Regions from separate parts of the Mus musculus genome. Here regions 2, 3, 4, 5 and 6 are each linked to region 1. Evidence: chromatin contacts called from public HiCAR-type, HiChIP or PLAC-seq and promoter capture Hi-C data. All regions are on one chromosome and are shown on one strand. Each heading gives the region's core, a stretch centred on a gene start, on an enhancer-like site or on the middle of the called end of the contact. The rest is flanking DNA. Distances are from core to core; before and after follow the strand shown.

The links. Promoter capture Hi-C pulls out the DNA fragments that hold promoters and counts their contacts. HiCAR-type assays count read pairs that join an accessible place to other places. HiChIP or PLAC-seq counts read pairs in DNA pulled down with a chosen protein or histone mark. Capture Hi-C pulls out chosen DNA fragments and counts their contacts.
Region 2: an H3K4me3 HiChIP or PLAC-seq map of embryonic stem cells shows a contact between it and region 1, with 5 times the contacts expected there. The contact joins the enhancer-like site here to the promoter of Mrps14 in region 1. A contact is called at or near these places in 3 of 39 promoter capture datasets (all in embryonic stem cells) and 10 of 115 datasets of contacts at active chromatin or transcription factors (astrocytes, embryonic limb bud, embryonic stem cells and 1 more).
Region 3: an H3K4me3 HiChIP or PLAC-seq map of bone marrow-derived macrophages shows a contact between it and region 1, with 2.7 times the contacts expected there. The contact joins the enhancer-like site here to the promoter of Mrps14 in region 1. A contact is called at or near these places in 6 of 39 promoter capture datasets (the 3T3-L1 cell line, the C10 cell line, embryonic stem cells and 2 more), 3 of 484 Hi-C or Micro-C datasets (pre-hematopoietic stem cells, regulatory T cells and uterus), 4 of 115 datasets of contacts at active chromatin or transcription factors (astrocytes, bone marrow-derived macrophages, pro-B cells and 1 more) and 1 of 9 other capture datasets (liver).
Region 4: a promoter capture Hi-C map of pre-B cells shows a contact between it and region 1. The contact joins the promoter of Rc3h1 here to the promoter of Mrps14 in region 1. A contact is called at or near these places in 4 of 39 promoter capture datasets (the C10 cell line, liver and pre-B cells), 3 of 484 Hi-C or Micro-C datasets (CD4 T cells, regulatory T cells and uterus), 5 of 115 datasets of contacts at active chromatin or transcription factors (astrocytes, bone marrow-derived macrophages, embryonic stem cells and 1 more) and 1 of 9 other capture datasets (liver).
Region 5: a promoter capture Hi-C map of adipose tissue shows a contact between it and region 1, with 2.6 times the contacts expected there. The contact joins the promoter of Rabgap1l here to the promoter of Mrps14 in region 1. A contact is called at or near these places in 12 of 39 promoter capture datasets (the 3T3-L1 cell line, 3T3-L1-derived adipocytes, cranial neural crest and 7 more), 1 of 484 Hi-C or Micro-C datasets (CD8 T cells), 3 of 115 datasets of contacts at active chromatin or transcription factors (astrocytes, pro-B cells and stem cell-derived neural progenitor cells) and 2 of 9 other capture datasets (adipose tissue and liver).
Region 6: a HiCAR-type map of embryonic stem cells shows a contact between it and region 1, with 4 times the contacts expected there. The contact joins the enhancer-like site here to the promoter of Mrps14 in region 1. A contact is called at or near these places in 4 of 39 promoter capture datasets (the 3T3-L1 cell line, 3T3-L1-derived adipocytes, hippocampal neurons and 1 more), 3 of 484 Hi-C or Micro-C datasets (B cells, olfactory sensory neurons and pro-B cells) and 8 of 115 datasets of contacts at active chromatin or transcription factors (astrocytes, embryonic forebrain, embryonic stem cells and 3 more).

The regions. Positions count from the first base shown.
Region 1 is chr1:160,193,833-160,196,806 of GRCm38.p6, forward strand. Mrps14 (mitochondrial ribosomal protein S14) reads left to right here and starts at 1,383. Exons shown (of 3, transcript NM_025474.4): 1 at 1,383-1,479. The coding sequence starts at 1,435.
Region 2 is chr1:159,428,662-159,431,635 of GRCm38.p6, forward strand. No RefSeq gene overlaps it. Among named protein-coding and RNA genes, the nearest start is that of Mir1843b, 90 kb to the left of the region's middle. Within about 2 kb of position 1,495, at least 1 of the 459 cell types and tissues checked has an H3K27ac peak or open chromatin away from gene starts, as enhancers often do. A contact at or near this core is called in embryonic stem cells, where this site is marked.
Region 3 is chr1:160,923,984-160,926,957 of GRCm38.p6, forward strand. The region is part of intron 1 of Rc3h1 (RING CCCH (C3H) domains 1); the gene reads left to right. Among named protein-coding and RNA genes, the nearest start is that of Rc3h1, 19 kb to the left of the region's middle. Within about 2 kb of position 1,513, at least 10 of the 459 cell types and tissues checked have an H3K27ac peak or open chromatin away from gene starts, as enhancers often do. A contact at or near this core is called in bone marrow-derived macrophages, where this site is marked.
Region 4 is chr1:160,905,028-160,908,001 of GRCm38.p6, forward strand. Rc3h1 (RING CCCH (C3H) domains 1) reads left to right here and starts at 1,384. Exons shown (of 20, transcript NM_001024952.2): 1 at 1,384-1,672.
Region 5 is chr1:160,791,442-160,794,415 of GRCm38.p6, forward strand. It overlaps Rabgap1l (RAB GTPase activating protein 1-like), which reads right to left and starts at 1,497. Exons shown (of 21, transcript NM_013862.5): 1 at 1,295-1,497. It overlaps Gm37083 (a long non-coding RNA gene), which reads left to right and starts at 454. Exons shown (of 3, transcript XR_003948752.1): 1 at 454-872.
Region 6 is chr1:160,733,418-160,736,391 of GRCm38.p6, forward strand. It overlaps Rabgap1l (RAB GTPase activating protein 1-like), which reads right to left. Exons shown (of 21, transcript NM_013862.5): 4 at 2,131-2,341; 5 at 112-286. Among named protein-coding and RNA genes, the nearest start is that of Gm37083, 57 kb to the right of the region's middle. Within about 2 kb of position 1,379, at least 7 of the 459 cell types and tissues checked have an H3K27ac peak or open chromatin away from gene starts, as enhancers often do. A contact at or near this core is called in embryonic stem cells, where this site is marked.

The DNA of each region.
Region 1 (2,974 bases), core at 133-2,632:
GGTTGTGAGCCACTGAGTGATTGTTGGGATTTGAACTCAGGACCTCTGGAAGAGCAGCCGGTGCTCTTAACTGCTGAGCCATCCCTCCAGCCCTAAAACTCATTTCTTTTTTGTTTTGTTTTGTTGTTTTTTTGAGACAGGGTTTCTCTGTATAGCCCTGGCTGTCCTGAAACTCACTTTGTAGACCAGGCTGTCCTCGAACTCAGAAATCCACCTGCCTCTGCCTCCCGAGTGCTGGAATTAAAGGCGAGTGCCACCACGCCCGGCCCTAAAACTCATTTCTTACTCTATAGCCTATAAACATATCTTTCTGACTTTCAAGCCCCTTCCAGAAGTTTGGCTTTCTGAAATTGTAACACATTAGTGAAACTTTTCCTGTTTTTAATTGAAAAGAAATATTTTTATACAGCATATTTCCCCTCCCTCATCTCCTCCAAGATCTTCCCACTTCCCTTCCTATCTAACTCCCGATGAAAACAAACAGGCATCTTAAAACAACAGAAACATAATAAAAGAGTTTGCCGTGTACCCATATCTTGAGATGACTGTAGATGATGCCCAATTATGTTGTGTGTGGCGTGGGGGTGAGTGGGAATGAGTTTTAACCAGGGTTTGATGCTGCTTGCTGGTCTAGGACTTTTTAGATCTTAGTATGATGGCAGGGACTCCTGGTTGTCTTATCCTGCCAAATGGTTTCAGTCAGAGTTTCCCTAGCCCATTAGAAATGTTCACTAACTTGTAACGCTTAAAGAAAAAAACTCTCCTTCTTCCTGGGAGCTTCCTGTGTAAAGAGCCCAATGGGCTGTTCCTCACTGCACCCATCAACACATCTAGGAGACAGGCTAGGAAGATGGCAGGAAAGTGCCCTGTACTAAAGGGAAAACAGCAGGCACATGCACACACACCACTACCGCCGTCCAACCCACAGAGACAAAAACGTAAAACCTATACAACCTTAATACAGATATGATATAATATAATAAAATAAATATAATATATATAATATAATACATATTTAAACCCTTGGCGTGCAAGCAGAAACTCTATCAGGGCCACTACCATCTTCTTTACAGCAGAAATGTGACCAGTGCCAGTTCTGCAGGATGAGTGACAAATGCTGCCAAGCTTCCGCCGGGTGGCGCCAACGCGCAGAACACAGGCGCAGGCTGGGCGGGGCTGGGACAGAGGAACAGCAAGGGCCAGGAGAGATCGCGCAGGCTCACTATTCTCCTACTGCCTAAGTGGGCGGTCCGCATGGATGATTTGCTTATCTATGAAATAACGCGAGAGTTATTTCAAATCCCGCACCTACCCTCTCCCTCTCTATAGGCTAAATCCTGCCCTGGACCCGCCCTTTGGGGCATAAGCCCCGCCTCCACAGAACCTGTTTCCGGTGTTGTACTGCGGCGGTGGTTGGCTGGCTGGGCAGACAACATGGCGGCGTCCGTGCTAGGCTCGCTGCTGCGGACCTTCCGGCAGGTCAGGCCCCTGCCTTTCTCGCCAGCCTACCCCTTCCCTGATTTCCGTGTCCTGTGGGTCCCTCGTAACCCTGTCACCTGTAATGCGCACGGAGGACCGATCCCAAGGCTCCTATCTGCTTTCCCGTCCTGGCTAGGTTAGGAGAGCCCAGAGCAGCAGTCGAGGGCTTGGTATTCAGGTGTGATCCGTCATGTGAAAGCTGCGAGAATGACTCCGGGTTATAAGGAGCCGAGTGTGAGTGGAGAAGAGAGGGGAGAGTCGGATGATTGAGACCTCAGAGGCTCCGATTATGCAAAGAGACTGTAGGGAACTAGCTGTCAGCCAGTGGTGGCTTGGAAGCAGGTGGTGACAATTTCGAATGGGGAGCAGGCCATTCCGCTAAAGCAGAATTAGTTAAAGGAAGGGCCGAGAATTGGCTGTAGAGTTAAGGAGTGGGAGTGTTATGATGCGGATAGAAACTGGAACGAGCAGCAAAGGACGTTGGAGAAGTCTTGGATAGTTTTGTTGGGGAGGGGTGTCAACTAGAGGGAGACCTGGGTGGACCTGGGTTGTTTTTTCTTTACTGTGACATTGCGTCATATCTGTATATTAGAGTGGGGGAACACTGATATAAAGAATAGGGAAGAATCGCTGGAGATCTGCCTTTTTTTTGCAGGCAAGAGGTGATATAGTCTGTGTATGAATTTTGATTTTAGGAATGTGGTTAAGTCATGAATAGCAGTTTCGTCCAGTAGAATTGTAATGCAAACCACAAGGATAATTTAAATATTTTCTAATATTTATATTGAAGTTTAAAAAGGAGGTGCGGTTAATTTTGATAGATATTTTTAGTCAGGTCTATCCTTATCCTAACAAGTCAAAATTAGAATGACTTATGTGACATTTGCATTCTTCTGTTGGAAGCAGGTTTCAAAGTCTGTGTATCTGACACTTAAAATATATATATATCGCAGTTGGGATGCTAACTTTTGCAGTTGGACCAAAACCAAACTTTTAAGCGAGTTAATACCAAGAATTATGTCCCCACTTGTACTGCTTACAGTTCCAGTGCGTATTAGCTGTATCCATGGTTCATGGCCACTGTAATGGACAGAGGTGTCATATAACCAATGAGAGGGGTGTAGAGTGTAGTACAAATACTGCCGAGGGGGCACAGGTATGGTAGTGGGAGTTTGGAAATTCTCTCCAGATTGCTTCTAATTTTATAACTAAGGGTACTGAAGTCATCAGAACCTGAGGGTGTGGGAGAAGGTAACAGTGACTTAAGAAAGAAGAATGAATACACCTGCAAATTGTCCCCAGATTTCCACCTGAGTTGTAGTATGCATGAGGTATGCACATGCACACACAAATAAATGCCATAAGTTACTTCCTAAAACTATTAAGTCTTCCCCCCATGAGATGGCTCAGTGGGTAAAATGCTTGCCACCAAGCCTGTGCAGTTCAATCTAAGGCCCCATGTTGTAGGGGGGTAACTGACTCACAGAAGCGTTGT
Region 2 (2,974 bases), core at 245-2,744, 770 kb before region 1:
GGCGTGCATCCTCTTCCACGTTGGCCCAGAAGGGTCATGTGACTGGACCAGCACCGGCCTGACTGTGTCTGCCATTTTCTTTCTTTTTTTTTTTAAGATTTATTTATTTATTTATTTATTTATTTATTTATTTATTATATGTAAGTACACTGTAGCTGTCTTCAGACACTCCAGAAGAGGGAGTCAGATATCGTTATGGATGGTTGTAAGCCACCATGTGGTTGCTGGGATTTGAACTCCGGACCTTCGGAAGAGCAGTCGGGTGCTCTTACCCATTGAGCCATCTCACCAGTCCTGTGTCTGCCATTTTCAATTTCAGAGTCTGTTGACTGTAATCTTGCTGCTTATATGTATGTGTGCTTATATCCGATCCCTGGCATCCAGCTTCCTGGACAGAAATAAATCTGTACAATTGGGAATATTTTGCAAATGTCCCAGAGTTGGTGAACACAAGAGTCCTGATGTCTCCATATGCTGTACAGTGATGGCCTTCAGCATCCTCTTCATATGGTAGCTTTGGAAACTACCAGCATGTGATTGCCATCTGTAAACAAGGACTTGCCTCTGGGAAATAGTGGGAAGAACAGTTAAGTCATTTTTCTCTGAACATGGAATGAGATAAATTTCGAGATGTTGTTCTCTATTTTTATGTGATTGGGCCAATGAGTTATATAAATAATTAAGATGTAACAGTTTAATACACAGGAATGTGATTGTAATGATCAACTTCAGTATCACTCTAGTATCACACTCAGCAAATGTCGTACTGCTGTGTCAGGACTGCTCTTTGTAAGGTTCTTGAGGCACAAGTAGAAAACACAGTGGCAAATTCCACAGGTTCCTTTCACTAGGGCTTCACAGAAAGAGACCTTCTAGTGACTGGCCTATTTTTATTGAGAAAAAAATTGTTCTATTTTTGCTGTGGTTACTGTTCTTATGGATTGCATTCGTATTTAAACCATTTTGATTGCCAGAGTACCTCTATTCTTGGCAAATTCTGTAGTTTATTACAGGCGTCTAAAATATTTTGAACACAACTCTGTATTTCTTTAATTAGCATCAGAGAGGGCTTCTAGTCCCAAAGTTATCCTATGAAGAAGAGTTTCTTAGAATGAAGAGCAGCAGGCAGAACAATGATCAAATGATCATCGTTCATTTTTCATTCTCTGTAGTGTTGAGTCTTCCAAACACAACAGTCATTGTAGCTAAAAAAAAAAAAGAAAAGAAAAGAAAAGAAAAGAAAAATCCTCTTCTAGATGCTGTTTTTTCCTGTTGCATTATGTTGCAAAAGTTTTCCCTTAGTCTATTTTGTCTCTTAATTTCATTTCTGTTCCTTTTTGATTAGAGAAGTTTAAAATTTTCATGTAATTGTCCTCTCTAATTTATGTAATTGTGGTGGTTTGAATAAGAATGACCCCCCACTGGCTCCAGTATTTGAATCCTTGGTCCCTCTGACTCCAGTTCCTGGAAGTGTTAGGAAGGACTAGGAGGTGTGTTATCATTGAAGGTGAGCTTTAAGGTTTCAAAAGCCCACACCATTGTCAGTTGCCACACACCCTCTCTCTGTCTCTCTCTGTCCCTCTCTCTCTCTCTCTCACTCTCTGTCTGCCTGTCTCTCTCTGTGTGTGTCTCTCTGTCTCTGACTTGCTGTTTCTCTTTCTCTCTCTGCCTCCTACTTGTCCATAGGAATGTAAACTCTCAGCTACTGCTCTAGCACCATGCTTGCCTGCCTGTTGCCATGCTGTCATGATTGTCATAGATTCTTGCCCTCTGGAACTGTAAGGCCAAATAAACCCTTTCTTCTATAAGTTGCTTTGGTAATGATGACTTATCACAGCAATTTAAAAGTTACTAAAACAGCAATGTTCTAGATTTGTAGACAAAGAATAATATAAAATCTTTATAATCTCACCACTAGCTTTACAAAATCTTAACATCCTGCCATATCTAATTACTTCCTCTATCTTTTCTTTTTATTAGGGGGTTTTAGTTTTACCCATTTAAAAGCCAATCAAAGAAGGTTCTGATGGTAAACTTCAATTGCATTTGCTAAGATAGTTTTTAAATGTCTGTGTTCACTATTGCTTCTTGTGGTCTGCATCTTCCTAGTGGTTTTATTTTCTTCTAAAGTACATTTTTGCTTCCCTTCATTTCTCCTCATCCTCTCTCTCTTCTTCTCCCTTTATTTCCTCCTCCTCCTCCTCTTCCTCCTCCTTTTCTTACTGCATAGACCACGCTGGCTGGAACTCACTATGTGGAACAGGCTGGACTCAAACTATCTGAGATCTACCTGCCACTTTCTCCTCAGTGCTTGTATTCTTGATAGTGCTTTTACTGACGGTCTGTGGATGTGAAATTCACTTAGCATATTTAAATAACTTAAAGTATCTTATTTCCTTAAATAAAAGCTCTGGCATACAGCTAGCTACCTATACTCTATTCTTGTTCTTAGAAGCATAATTAGAGTACTTATTTTATTTGAGAAGGGCATATATTCAGCAAAAAGACCCCAGATCAATAGTAGCACTCCAGACAGGACCGTGGCTTAGCTATGAGAGTCATACTTCTGTCCCTTTCCTTCTTTCATTGAATATAGAAACTTTCATGAGAAAATGAGAGAGGAGCTATAGGCTGAGGAACGGAGAAGAGAATAGAGAGGGTCAGTCCTCAGGTGTGATGATGCATATTAATATTAAGCTACCACATCTAAACCACTGGCTATATGAAAGTGACTCCTCTGCCTGTCTCATCCTAGGCTCTGTGGCTAGGACTCCTACACTAGCAGCAGACTCTCTGGGTGTTGATTTTTCTCCCACAGCTTGAGGTGATGTTTGTTGTCCTTTGTTATTGGTGGATGAAAGTCTATTGGTTCTACCATCTTGTAGAGGATATTCTTTAGTGTCAATTTGAGTGGTTTTGTTTTATTTATCTTGCTAGGTACTTGGAATACATTTTTTTTCATTTAAGGATCTTC
Region 3 (2,974 bases), core at 263-2,762, 730 kb after region 1:
AGACTATAATTTCCTCTGTAAATTACTGATGCCTCACTGGGAATTACAACACTTAAGTGTAATAATAAGCCTTTGTTTTTCTTTGTGCTATTGCTTACTTAGCGTCAGTTTTCAGGATAGTTATAAATTTTCTCTTCTCTAATGTGGTCCCTTTATGCTGGTTGCCATAGAAATATTCCAGAGAAGTGGCAAACTAGGTTAAGGTCAAGAATAATGATTCTTAAGAAGTTACCATGTGGGATAGAATGAGAAGTGATCCAAGAATATTTTTCTTTACATATAATAAAGTTTTGTTTGATTTGATAGTTTTCTCAAAGGCAGCCTAAACCTAACCTAAACTAGAACCTTTGTTTTAGTCCAGTTCAACAGTTAATTAGCCATTGGCTGAAAAATGCTGCTTGCCATCAAAGGTTTATTATCTATAAACAGGTATACTTCTGTCAGGAGAAGAACTTGCTTATAGCAGATACAGTGAATTGTAGTTCCTGTTTTCTCTGAATTAGGGACAAATAAAATAAACCTGTAATTTTATGGTAAGAGATGGTTGTGATATACTTAACATTTCACAGCAGTATAATTTAATGGTTCAGTACAGCTATTGCTGTGCTCATAGAAAAACTGACCAGTGGACATTTTAAAATTATAAATAAACATTTGAGAAACAAAGCTATAAAAAGACAGGCCTTTAATGATTTTAGCAGATTTATTGATTGAAATTTTACAGAAAATATAGTTCACTTAAGTATAGAATTCACCTACTTTAATTTATAGAGCTATGCAACTGTCAGAATTATCTGGTTTTAGATTTCCTGTCACTTAACAAACATTTCCTAATATCAACCACTATTAACTACATAATAGGTTTAAAAGTAACAGCTTAGGAGTTTGGTCTCCTTGAGATATAGTCCTGCCATTTGCTTTGATTACCTCTTTGTTTGAAGCCTTTTAAATTTTAAAATTGGGTAATAACTGTATTACAGCATTGATGACATTTCATCACAATCCCTAATCCTTAGGGGATACTTTTCAAGACCTCCAACAGATACCTTAGATCATAGGTAGAGCAGAGTACACAGTCTTTCCTATGTGGTTCATGCCCTGACCCCTCTTTTACATAACTCATTTTGTACCTTAGTGCCATTTATTGAGAGGTTACTCAACACAAATGAGTACATAATGAGTTCTAGGCCAGTGAGGGCTACATAGGTCAGACAGACCCTGTGTTTTAACATCAAGAGTTTATAATCTATACATAGCTATAATGATGCCTCAGAAGAAGAACTAATTTAGAACAGGTATTTCATCAATTTTAAGTTTGATCTTCCTCTGAATTAGGGATCTGACAACCAAGGTGGCTGTTAAAGTTAGCATATGCAGTATAAATCAGCAGTGGCTCAAAATATATTGAACAAGAATTCCAGAAATAAGTCATAAATTTTAAATTATACTCTATTCTGAGTAACATGATAAAGTCTTGTGCCGTCTGGGAGATGAGTCATCCCTTTGTCCGAGAATCAGGATGTTATTTTAATAATTGTTTTTCATGTGTTTACTGTTGCTTAGCCCAAGTAGAAGAATGTTTATCACATTCATTAAACCATATATCCCATGGTGTGTGTGTGTGTTAAACATGATGTAAACTACAATATTTGATAAGTTTGAATATTTGAAAATGAAGTTAGAGAAAGAAACTTAAAAGAATGAAGTAGAAATTCTTGGATCAGTTTCTACCATTAAGTCAAACTTCTCCAAAGACATGTGTGCTTTGTAGTTTATCATTCCTGAAATACAATATTTAAGAGTGACTTAAAGAGGTTTTTTTTTGCCGGGCGTGGTGGCGCACGCCTTTAATCCCAGCACTCAGGAGGAAGAGGCAGGCGGATTTCTGAGTTCGAGGCCAGACTGGTCTACAAAGTGAGTTCCAGGACAGCCAGGGCTATACAGAGAAACCATGTCTCGAAAAACCAAAAAAAAAAAAAAAAAAAAAAAAGAGTTTTTTTTTTTTTTTTAAATTATCCTTAAATTTAATTAGGGAGAGGGAATACAAGTGGATATAGCTTATGAGTACGGGTACATGTGCATTTGAGCTTTGAGGCCACAGGAGGACTTAAGGTAGCCTGCTCTATCACTTGCTGCCTTATTATTTGAGGTAGGGTCTCTTGTTGAGCCTGGAGGGTTACCAGCAAGCACTATCTATTCTCTGTCTCCACTTTATTTATGTGTGAGTATATATATAAGCACACATGTGTAGAGTTGCCCAGAGAGGCCAGAAGAGGATGTCAGGTCCCTTAAATTGGAATTACTGGTTGTTGTGAGCCTCCCTACTTGAGTACTGAGAATCAAATTCAGATCCTCTGGAAGAGCAGCAATAGCTCTTAACTACTGAACTATCTTCCAGGCACACCCTCAGAGCTTTTTGATTTATGTAATCCAGTATCTATTTTTATTTTTGTTTCCTGAACGTTTTAGGGTGTTTATAAACAACAACAAAAAACAAGCCTATTTCAACATCCTGACATGTCTCCTCTGTGCTTTCCTCTGGCAGTTTCAGATCTTACATAAGTCCAGAATACATTTTTACTTGGTTTTTGTAACTGATGAGAAAGAGGGATATATTTTCATTCTTCATGTGGATGTTCAGTTGTCTCAGCACCATTTGTTGAAAAGATTGTCCTTTCTTCCAGTGGTATTTTTAACATGTTTGTCAGAAGTCAATTGGCTGTAGATTGATGAAATCCTTCCACTCTTTACAACATGAGCAAATACCCTGAGTTTAGGTCTTGTGTTATTTGATCTTTAATTATTTAGAGTGACCACTCTCTTTTTAAATTAAAAAAATATTTTTATGTATGTGGATGTTTTGCCTTCATTTATGACTGTGCCCCAGGTGCATGTCTGGTGCTGGTGGGGACCAAAAGAGGACGTTGAATTCCCTGGATCTAGAATTACAGCCTGTTGTGAGCTCCCATGTGGT
Region 4 (2,974 bases), core at 134-2,633, 710 kb after region 1:
AATTAAAAATGAGGTGAGAGACGAGCCCGTGAACGTGCTCCAGGCCACCCTGGTCTCAAAGCAAGAGCCTGTCTCAAGAACCAAAGCCTGGCCAGGTATGGCTAGGTGGCCATACCTATAATCTGAGCTCTCAGGGAGCAGAGGTTCAGAACTTCCAGGTCAGTCCAGGCTCCAGGATTTTCTGTTCCGGGAATAAAACAAACCCAGCCAAACCAAAACAACAACAAACAAACAATCAAACACCCACGGGGAAAAAAAAGAAACCAAAACAAAGCCCAAACAAGCCCAACAGCCACCCAGTAATTGTTTCTTGTGAGATGTGGAAGTAATTTGTTTGTTTGTTTTAAATCGATGTTGGTGAGTTTACAGTGAAGAAAGGACAGTCTGGGCATGGGGCCCATGCCTTTAATTCCTTCACTTGGAAGACAGAGACAGATGGAACTCTTGTGAGTTCAAAGCCAGCCTGGTCTACAGAAGAATTTCTAGGATAGCCAAGGGTATATAATAGAGAGACCCTGTCTCAAAAACAGAACAAAAAAAAAAAAAAAAAAAAAAAAAGAAAGGACAGAACAACAAATTCTCTGCTTTCACAGACAAAGCAGGAAGCAGAAGGAGAGCGGGGAGCATTTTATGGTGTTGACTTGAGGACAGTTTTAATGTGAAAATTAGAATATAAATTTAATACTATATAGTATTAGAATTCCGTTTCTTTCGGTTCTCCAGAATTTGGCTAAACCGAATTATGTCGAAGATGTGTGCACACACACCCCACAACACAGGGTACTGGAAAGGGGTGGGATGCAAAACAGATACAAGAGGAAGAGTCCAGAGCTTAAGAGAAACGCCATCATACACACACACACAGACACAGACACACACACACAGACACACACACAGACACACACACACAGACACACACACACACACACACACACACACACACACACACACACACACACACACAAGCGCGAGTGAGGCTGGGGAGAGGTAGCATATAAGAAAAAAGATGCTAGAGTCGAGGAAGAGTCCAGACCTCAGAAAGTGACAAGCTCAGAGGCAGCGCGAGACTCCATAGGAGTGAGCTTACGGGAACCGCCTGGCCTCTTGCCTGCCAGCACCAAAGGCACTGTGGCCACAGGCCAGGCGGGTGGCCCGGGAGGAGGTGGGACAAGTTTCTCCACTCGGGGCGCGACAGCGCTCGAGACACGGGCGGGGCGCGTCGCCCGCTCCCGACAGGGCGTTGGGGCCGGTGACTCAGAGCTTTCCTCCCGGCCCCGCCCTCAGACGACCACGCCCCACCTCGTTAGCCACGCCCCGCCCCGTTGGCCACGCCCCATGAGGAGGAGCCTCGCCTTCATCTCCGCCCCAGTCTCGGGGCGGGCCGGAGTCTGAGGAAGAGGAAGGGGACGAGGACAACGAGCGACGGGCGGCGGAGGACGCGGAGGAGGAAGGGGAGGCCGACCAACAAGATGGCCCCTGCTGCAGGAGCAGCCTCAGCAGCAGCAGGTGGGGGGCTGGAGGCGGCGCTGGCGGTGGCGGCTACGGCCGTGGTCCGGCGGCCTGGGACAGAGTCAGAGTCGATGGTGGCAGCGGCGGCGGCGGCGGCTGCCGCGACGGTGGCGACGGCCGCAGGGACTCGGAGCTGAGAGGAGCTGCTGCTCGGACCAGAGCGGTGAGCAAGTGGCGGTCGGCAGTGTGGGGAGCGGGGCGGCCGCGGCCGAGAACAATAGGCAGCGACTGCGGGGATGGGGCTGTCCTCACCCGCCCTGCGCTCGGGACCGGCCCCAGGGCTTGTCAGTGGCCGGCGTCCTTTAGGCCTCAGGCCTCCGCGTGCCTCCCGGAGGGCCTGCCGGGGTAGGTAGGCCGAGGGGCGGTGCGGACGCCGCCCTGGACGCCGGGAAGGCTGGGGAGGCTGGGGCGGGAGCGGGGGGTTGGGGGGGTCCGAGGCTGACTGGTTCCGAGGTCCCTCGGAGGACAGCGGGCGGGCGGTGAGTTTGCTCGCAGGAAATGTTGTTTGGACCCCTGTCTGTGCGGTGGGGGAGGGAGTAGGCGCCTGTAAACAGCCGCCGCTCCTGCCTAGCTGCCAGGCGTGGCTGCTCCCTCCCCAGCCCCCTTCCTCCCTTGGCCAAGTGGGTTTTAGGGTGTCGGTTTCCCAGGAGTTCCTGGAGATAAACCCTATTGGCCAAGACGAAACCATGTGCAGGTGCCTTTTTCAAAAAGACTATAAGTGTACAACAACAAAAACACACAAAATGTGGTTGTTGGTAAAGGATGGAGTAGTAAGGGGTGGACCTTTCCTAACAAGGTTCTAAACATCAGGTCTCTGTAAACACCACGGTACTCACATCCCAGGTCCGAGGGAGCTAGCCGAAACAAGGGCTCTTTTTGAAGCAGCAATAATGTAACTCTTGACATCCCAGAATAGTCCGTGAAACTGGAAACAAAGCCACTTATTGGCAGCACGGAGACAGATTGTTAAGGTTTGAGCGGAACTTTTCTAACTAGCCATTTTGAATTGTGTACAGCAGAGGCGATATCATTAACCTCTTTGGTATCTGCTGGAAGCACTTAGGACAGAGAAGTGGTTCATCTGTCTCCCTTAGGAGTTCATGTGTCTGTCTCATATTCTAATCATTTTTTTTCCAGTTTGTCCCAAAATTTGGAGAAGATTCTTTTTTCTCTGTTTGAAATTTCATATTTAAAGCCTACTTTCTAAGATTTCCAATACTTTTAGCCTGCCGTTATGCTTGCCTGTGAATCCTAGCACTCAGGAGGCTGAGGCAGAGTATCCTGATTTGACAAGACTTGTATCAAAAAACTAATTCAGCCAACAAAATGCCAGACAATAGAAACTTTTACTGATAGTTTTCAAAAAACAAAAACCAGTTGTGGTTCTGTTTTAAGTGGCTAGGCTTAGGATGAGACACCTCATTTTATGTTAGTATGCTATACTGCAATAATATCTTTATACTTA
Region 5 (2,974 bases), core at 247-2,746, 600 kb after region 1:
AATCACAGGCCAATTTCCCTTTCCAGGCAGCTTGTAAACTAGTATTTTCCACGAATAGAATCCACTTCCAATTTGACTACAAACTTCATGTCTGTACCTCCTGATCACGATTACTGGACATTCTACAGAAGTGCAGCGGCTGCCAAATGTAAACACTACTACAAGAAAAGTCTTAAGGTTTTCAGGAAATTGTGTTCTCTGAATTGTGACAGTCAACTATCTACCTCTTCTCATACACAAGAAAATTTAGATGCATTAAAATCATCTAAACTGTCCATTGGAAAAAAAAATGCATGCTTTGACATCTGTTTCCAAACAGCACTAAGCAGGTCAAGCAAGCCCTTACCATTAAAGGTTAGCGGTTCATTTAATTTGCATACCATCGGTTCTGAAAAAACGATCGCCTAAATTCGAGTCTTTTTCTGATATAACCAACTCTGAGAAGTCCAAAAAGAATATATAAGCACCTGAACGAAACTGTCTTGAGACCACAAATGAACTTCTCAGTTCAGCCTTCCTTGCTCCTGGCCACCTCCCCAATGGCCAGTGGCCCCTTTCCACATGCTGACGCACTGCCCAGCCCTGCACCGTTGGCGATCCGAGCAAAGTACCAGCTCGGTCTCAGAAACTTTGACTCAGTTATCAGGACACGGAGGACAACATGCGCGTGGGTGTGGATGAGTGTCTGTCGGGGCCCACGCGGTCAACTTTGAAGCGGGGCATTCCTGGCAGGTAGAGATCTGCCCAAAAAACAGCCTATCCCAGACAGCAAAACCACAAGCATCGCCAGCAGGAACGGAGCAAAGTGCGCGGGGCGGAGGAAAGGGAAGAGCGAGGGAAGGACACGGGATCCAACCGACGCTTTCAAGTGGGTAAGAAAATAAACCTGTCCACACGCCCCCCCGGACTCGGGGTTGCTGGGACTGCGAGCCCAGCAGCAGCCACATCCCGGCCACCGCCGGCGGGGGCGGCGGCAATGTCAGGAGGGCACACTTGGAGGCGGCGGCCGCCCAAGCCACCACCCGGCCCCAGGTGAGGGGCGCCAACCCCGCCTCCCGCCCGGCCGCCCCACCGCGACGAGCCAGCCACACGGAGAACCCGGGTGTCCCGGAGGCGGCCGACGGTGCTGAGCCCGCCGGATGCCTTCCGCCCCGCTCCAGCATCCCGGTCCCGGGCCGGGCCTCGCACCCCGACCCTCTCTGAACCAGCCGGGTCCACCTCAAAACCCCCCGGAGCGCGGCTCCCAGCCGTCAGGCCGCCCTCGAGCCCCCCTCGAAGGCCGCTTTCACCTCACCTCACGTCTCCGCGGCCGTGCCGGAACAACAACTCTGTCAGACGCCCGAGTCCCACCCGCCGCCCAGAGCTCTGCGGCCGGGCCCGTCCCGTTCACTCCGCCGCGGCCGAAGCCCAGGGAGGGCGGAGGGAACGGGGCGGAGGGAGCGGGCTGGGGAGGGGAGAGGACCGCACGGCAGGAAGAGGCGAGGGAGGGGGCGGACTGAGGAGGAGGCGGTCGGCGGGAGCGCGCGCGCCCGGCCCCTCGGCGCGGCGTGCGCGCTCCCGAGGGCGGAGGTGCCTTCTCTGCCTAAGTCGGCGGCGCGCGCGCGCGTCCACAGGCTCGCTTGACTCGGCTTGGCCCCCCCAACCCTGAAAGCGCGGAGTACAAACCTGAGCAGAGGGCAGAGGGCGAGCTAGGAGAGCGGAGGCACGCGAGGACCTCCTCCAGCACGCGTGCTGGTGCCTGGCAATCATCCCCAGCACTGACTGAGTTCTAAGTCCCTTTTGGGGAGATTCTTTCTTAACAAACCTGTTTTACATATTTCCATTCCGTGAGGCCAGTAAGTCACCTCGGAGGACTAACTTTTCCACCGGGACTCTTTGTCCTTTGAAGGTGCTTGGAGGCATCCCCCTTCATTGATTCTTCCAGACTCAGACTACATAGGAAAGCGCTAACCCAACGGTAAAGGCATCCCGGGTCTCACCTTTTAGCCTTTCAGAGAGTAGATTTTGGAGGACAGATAAACTAAAGTATTTACTTTCTGCCACAAATATTGTACTAATTTTTGAACTGTGAATTTTTTCCTTTCTAGATCAAGCAGCCAGAAAAGACCTGTACATTCCTTGAATCTCATAAGAACTTTTTTTCTCAGGTTTATGGCACAAATATGTGTACCCTTAATCTGTGAAATATTTTAGAGATTCTAGAGGGACCTGTTCACCCATTTCTGTGCCTTTCATGATGAATCCTACCTGGCTTATAGAAAGTATCCGTTCAGTAAATATTACTGTTTGAATTGAATGTGTCCAGAGATTGGACCTCTAGAGTAGCTTCTTGAGTTGAAAGTTCTCTTTTCTTATAACACTTCAATTGGTCTGTCATTATTGTCCACCCAGATCCAAAAGCTACCCTGTAACATTTGTCAAAGGACCTTCAAACCCAAGTTTCTTTTCTCCTTTTTCTTAATGTTAATGCCTACAGATGCTGTGTCATAGCAAAAGTGTTCCAACTCATTCGGGTTTCCCCTCCGTGTTAGGTCCTTCCCAGAAGGTATTTTTGTTAAGCTCTGTACCCTGAGTAGACCTCCTAACCAGAACCTGACTCAATGCTTTAAGTTTGATACCTAATAAAGTTAGGATCTAATTAACACAAATCATCTGTTGACTTCCACGTTTGCAGAGTCTCATTGTAAATATACGAGAAGTAGATACTGAGCCAGGCTCTATGAGAAAATCAGCACACGAAAAGGCCATACATAGCATTTGCCTTCAGGTATCTTCTAAACAAAGCGAAGTTATTTGACAAAGGGGACAATGAAGGCTAGGACTTAGCTCACTTTCTCCTGTTTACCAGGAGGCCAGGCCTAAGAAGGGTGTGACTTCACGTGAAAGCCGGACTTCTCACTTCAGTTAACCTAATCTAGATCACCCCTCACAGGCACGCCTGGACGCTTGTCTCCCAGATAATCCTATATCCTGT
Region 6 (2,974 bases), core at 129-2,628, 540 kb after region 1:
TCTAAAGTATCCAAGTTTACATACTGTCTTTCTATGACAGGAAAATCAAAAGTTCAAAAATATTATCCTAATTCAATCCTGTAGAAAATTGCTGCATTGTATGATACTTACTGCCTCTTTAATTTCACAGGAGAAAACATGTATCTGAAATTCTTCTGAGCCATGAGAACTCTCTGTAAATGCAAAGCAATTGCTCTCGGCTGTCCCATCATGCCCACGTGCACAGAAAAGCACTTTATAAATTGGAAAAGATGCTATCTCCACATTGCTTGACTGGTCTATGATTCTGCAGTAATTTAAAAAAAGACATAAAATATCAACTATCAAAGAACAAATCATGCCAATATATGATAACATAATGTAACTACCTTCAAATCACAAAACAGTTATTAATACAAGTAAACAAATTATTTTCATGCTATGAAAAATCTAACATATACATATATATATATACATATACTATATACACAAAATCATTTTACTTTAACAATTTCTTCATTCTTGTGTTTCCTAGGAGCCAACTCATATGCTATTCAAAGTCAACTATATATATATATATAGTTGACAGCAAGGTAAGAGTAAGATTGTTAAGAAAAAATTGTTTCAGTGGAAGAGAGAATGGGCTAGACAAGCATGAGAAGGACAGATGAAAATGTGTATCTATAAATACACACACACACACACATATATATATGTATGTATATATATATATATATATATATATATATATATATATATATATACACACACACATACACATCAAATTGTCAAAGAATTTTTTTCTTGTTTTTGTTTGACTAGTTAGTTTGTTTTTTGAGATAAGATCTATTAGGTAGTAATTGCTGCCCTAAAACTCATTTTGTAGAGCAGGCTGTCCTTAAACTCGGAGATACAAACTGTCTCTGCCTGAGATGAGAGCTATTACCACACCCCACACCCAGAAAAGAATTAAAAAAAAAAAAAAAAAAAAGCATTTTTCAGATCTCTGGAAATAAAGACATGTGATTGGAAAAAAAAGAGAGAGAGAAAATGAGCAGCACTGATCAGTCCTAGAAAGTCCATTTCTTTCTCATTCCTTTCTTTCCCCATGTGTGTCAGCAAGTATTTGTTATGTGGGGTCTGTACTTGCAGATGTTTGTGTGTGCAAGTGTAAATGCACGTTCATGTACATGTACATGGAGAGGTCAATCTCAGTTACCAATCCTTAAGAGCATTCCATCTTGTTTTCTTTGTTGTTTCGATTTTCCTACCTGGAGTGAGTGGCAGCCAGCAAGCCCCATCAATCCTGTCTGATTCTGTCCCTCACCACTGGGGTCACAGGCATGTAGACACACTGGAATTTTTTTTCTAGTGGTAGTGACTCAAACTTGGGTCCTGTTTTGTACAATAAGAGTTCTTGCTCACCTTGTTGTTTGAGACAAAGTGTCTCACTGGGACTCGTGGCTGGGACTGAGGCAAACAGCACCCAGGGATCTGCCTGTCTCTGCCTCTCATTTTGAAGGTTTGGGAGACAAAGGAAAGTGCTTGCTTTACAAGTTAGAGGGCACAGTAAGACCTCTAGAATCCACAGAAAAGAAAAGAATCTGGGTGTGGTAGCCTGTGCTTGCAATACCAGTGTTCGGGAGGTCAACAGGTGGCTCCTGAAACCCTCACAAGTAGGCCAGCAAGCCAGCCTAGCAAACCTGGCAAATTCCAGGCCAGTAAGGGACTGTGACTCAAAAATTTTTTTAATTTAAATTTTTAAAAGGTAGACAGCACCTAAAGAATGCCACCAGTGGATGTCCTCTGCCTCCAAACATCTACATGTCCTCACACACATTCCACACAACTCATATTTTAACACAGTGTGTTCCTAAGACACTAAGGACATCTTTATCAAAACTTTGTAAATTTACACCGCAATTAGTCAGTACTTTGTACTTAACTTACTATCCTAATAGTTTTGAAAATACCTTCTCCAAACAAGAACAAGTTCTAAGCCTAAATGTAATTTTTAATTGGTACTATAAGTCTAGAGAGTATAAGTGAACTCATAGTTAACCTACATCTGATTTATGAAACCCCATACAGAATGCATGAGTAACTCAGAATAGTGAGTCAGACGTTAAGAAAAAGAAAGTTAAGACTTACCTCACAGATCCTTCTGGAACATTGGGCACATACAGAGTAACAGCAAAGGGGTACTGACTGGAAGCTCTCATGGTGGCCATGGCCCGTAAAGCCTCCACTTCACTGCGTGGGGAAGAAACCTTCATACATCCTAAGTATGTCAGCTTGTTAAAGAGAACACTGTCTTCTTCAGGAAATCTGCTTGGAGAAGATGGTCTGGGTGTGGAAATTTCTGGGGGAAAAAAAGAAAGAAAACAATCAAGTCAGTAGTACACACTCCATAAACACAAGAGTCGTTTACTCATTTCCCTTATTGCTGGCTCACTAGCTTGTGTGAACTACTAAGTGTTCTAATGAATTTGTTTTTCTTTCAATTAATTTTTATGATTGTTTCACCCAATTTTACCACTCTGTATAATGAACACTTTGGAGGAATACATACATAATTCAATTTGCAACATGTTTTAAAAGCTCATTACTGTTATAGAATATCTAAAAATATATTATTTAAGTCATTAACTATATTTAATATAATATAGGTAAATATCAAGATTTAAATTATTTTAATATTATTATTACATACATATATGTTGTTATGCATTTCAGTCAGCTTAGTAAGAAATATGAAGCAATAAGCAAGGTCCAGGAGTAAAAGCTTGCATTGGTGAGGAGCAAGCATTATGCACAGGGAACCTTACTGACATTTATGTTACTAGGTTTCTAAAAATGAGGAGAGGACTTTTTATAAGAAGATAAATTAATTAATTAATGGAGAGAATGAATATATTCATATATAAATACATATTATATATATAAATCTGTATAACAAAAATTCATAACTATAGATTATAAAAACAAAACAATA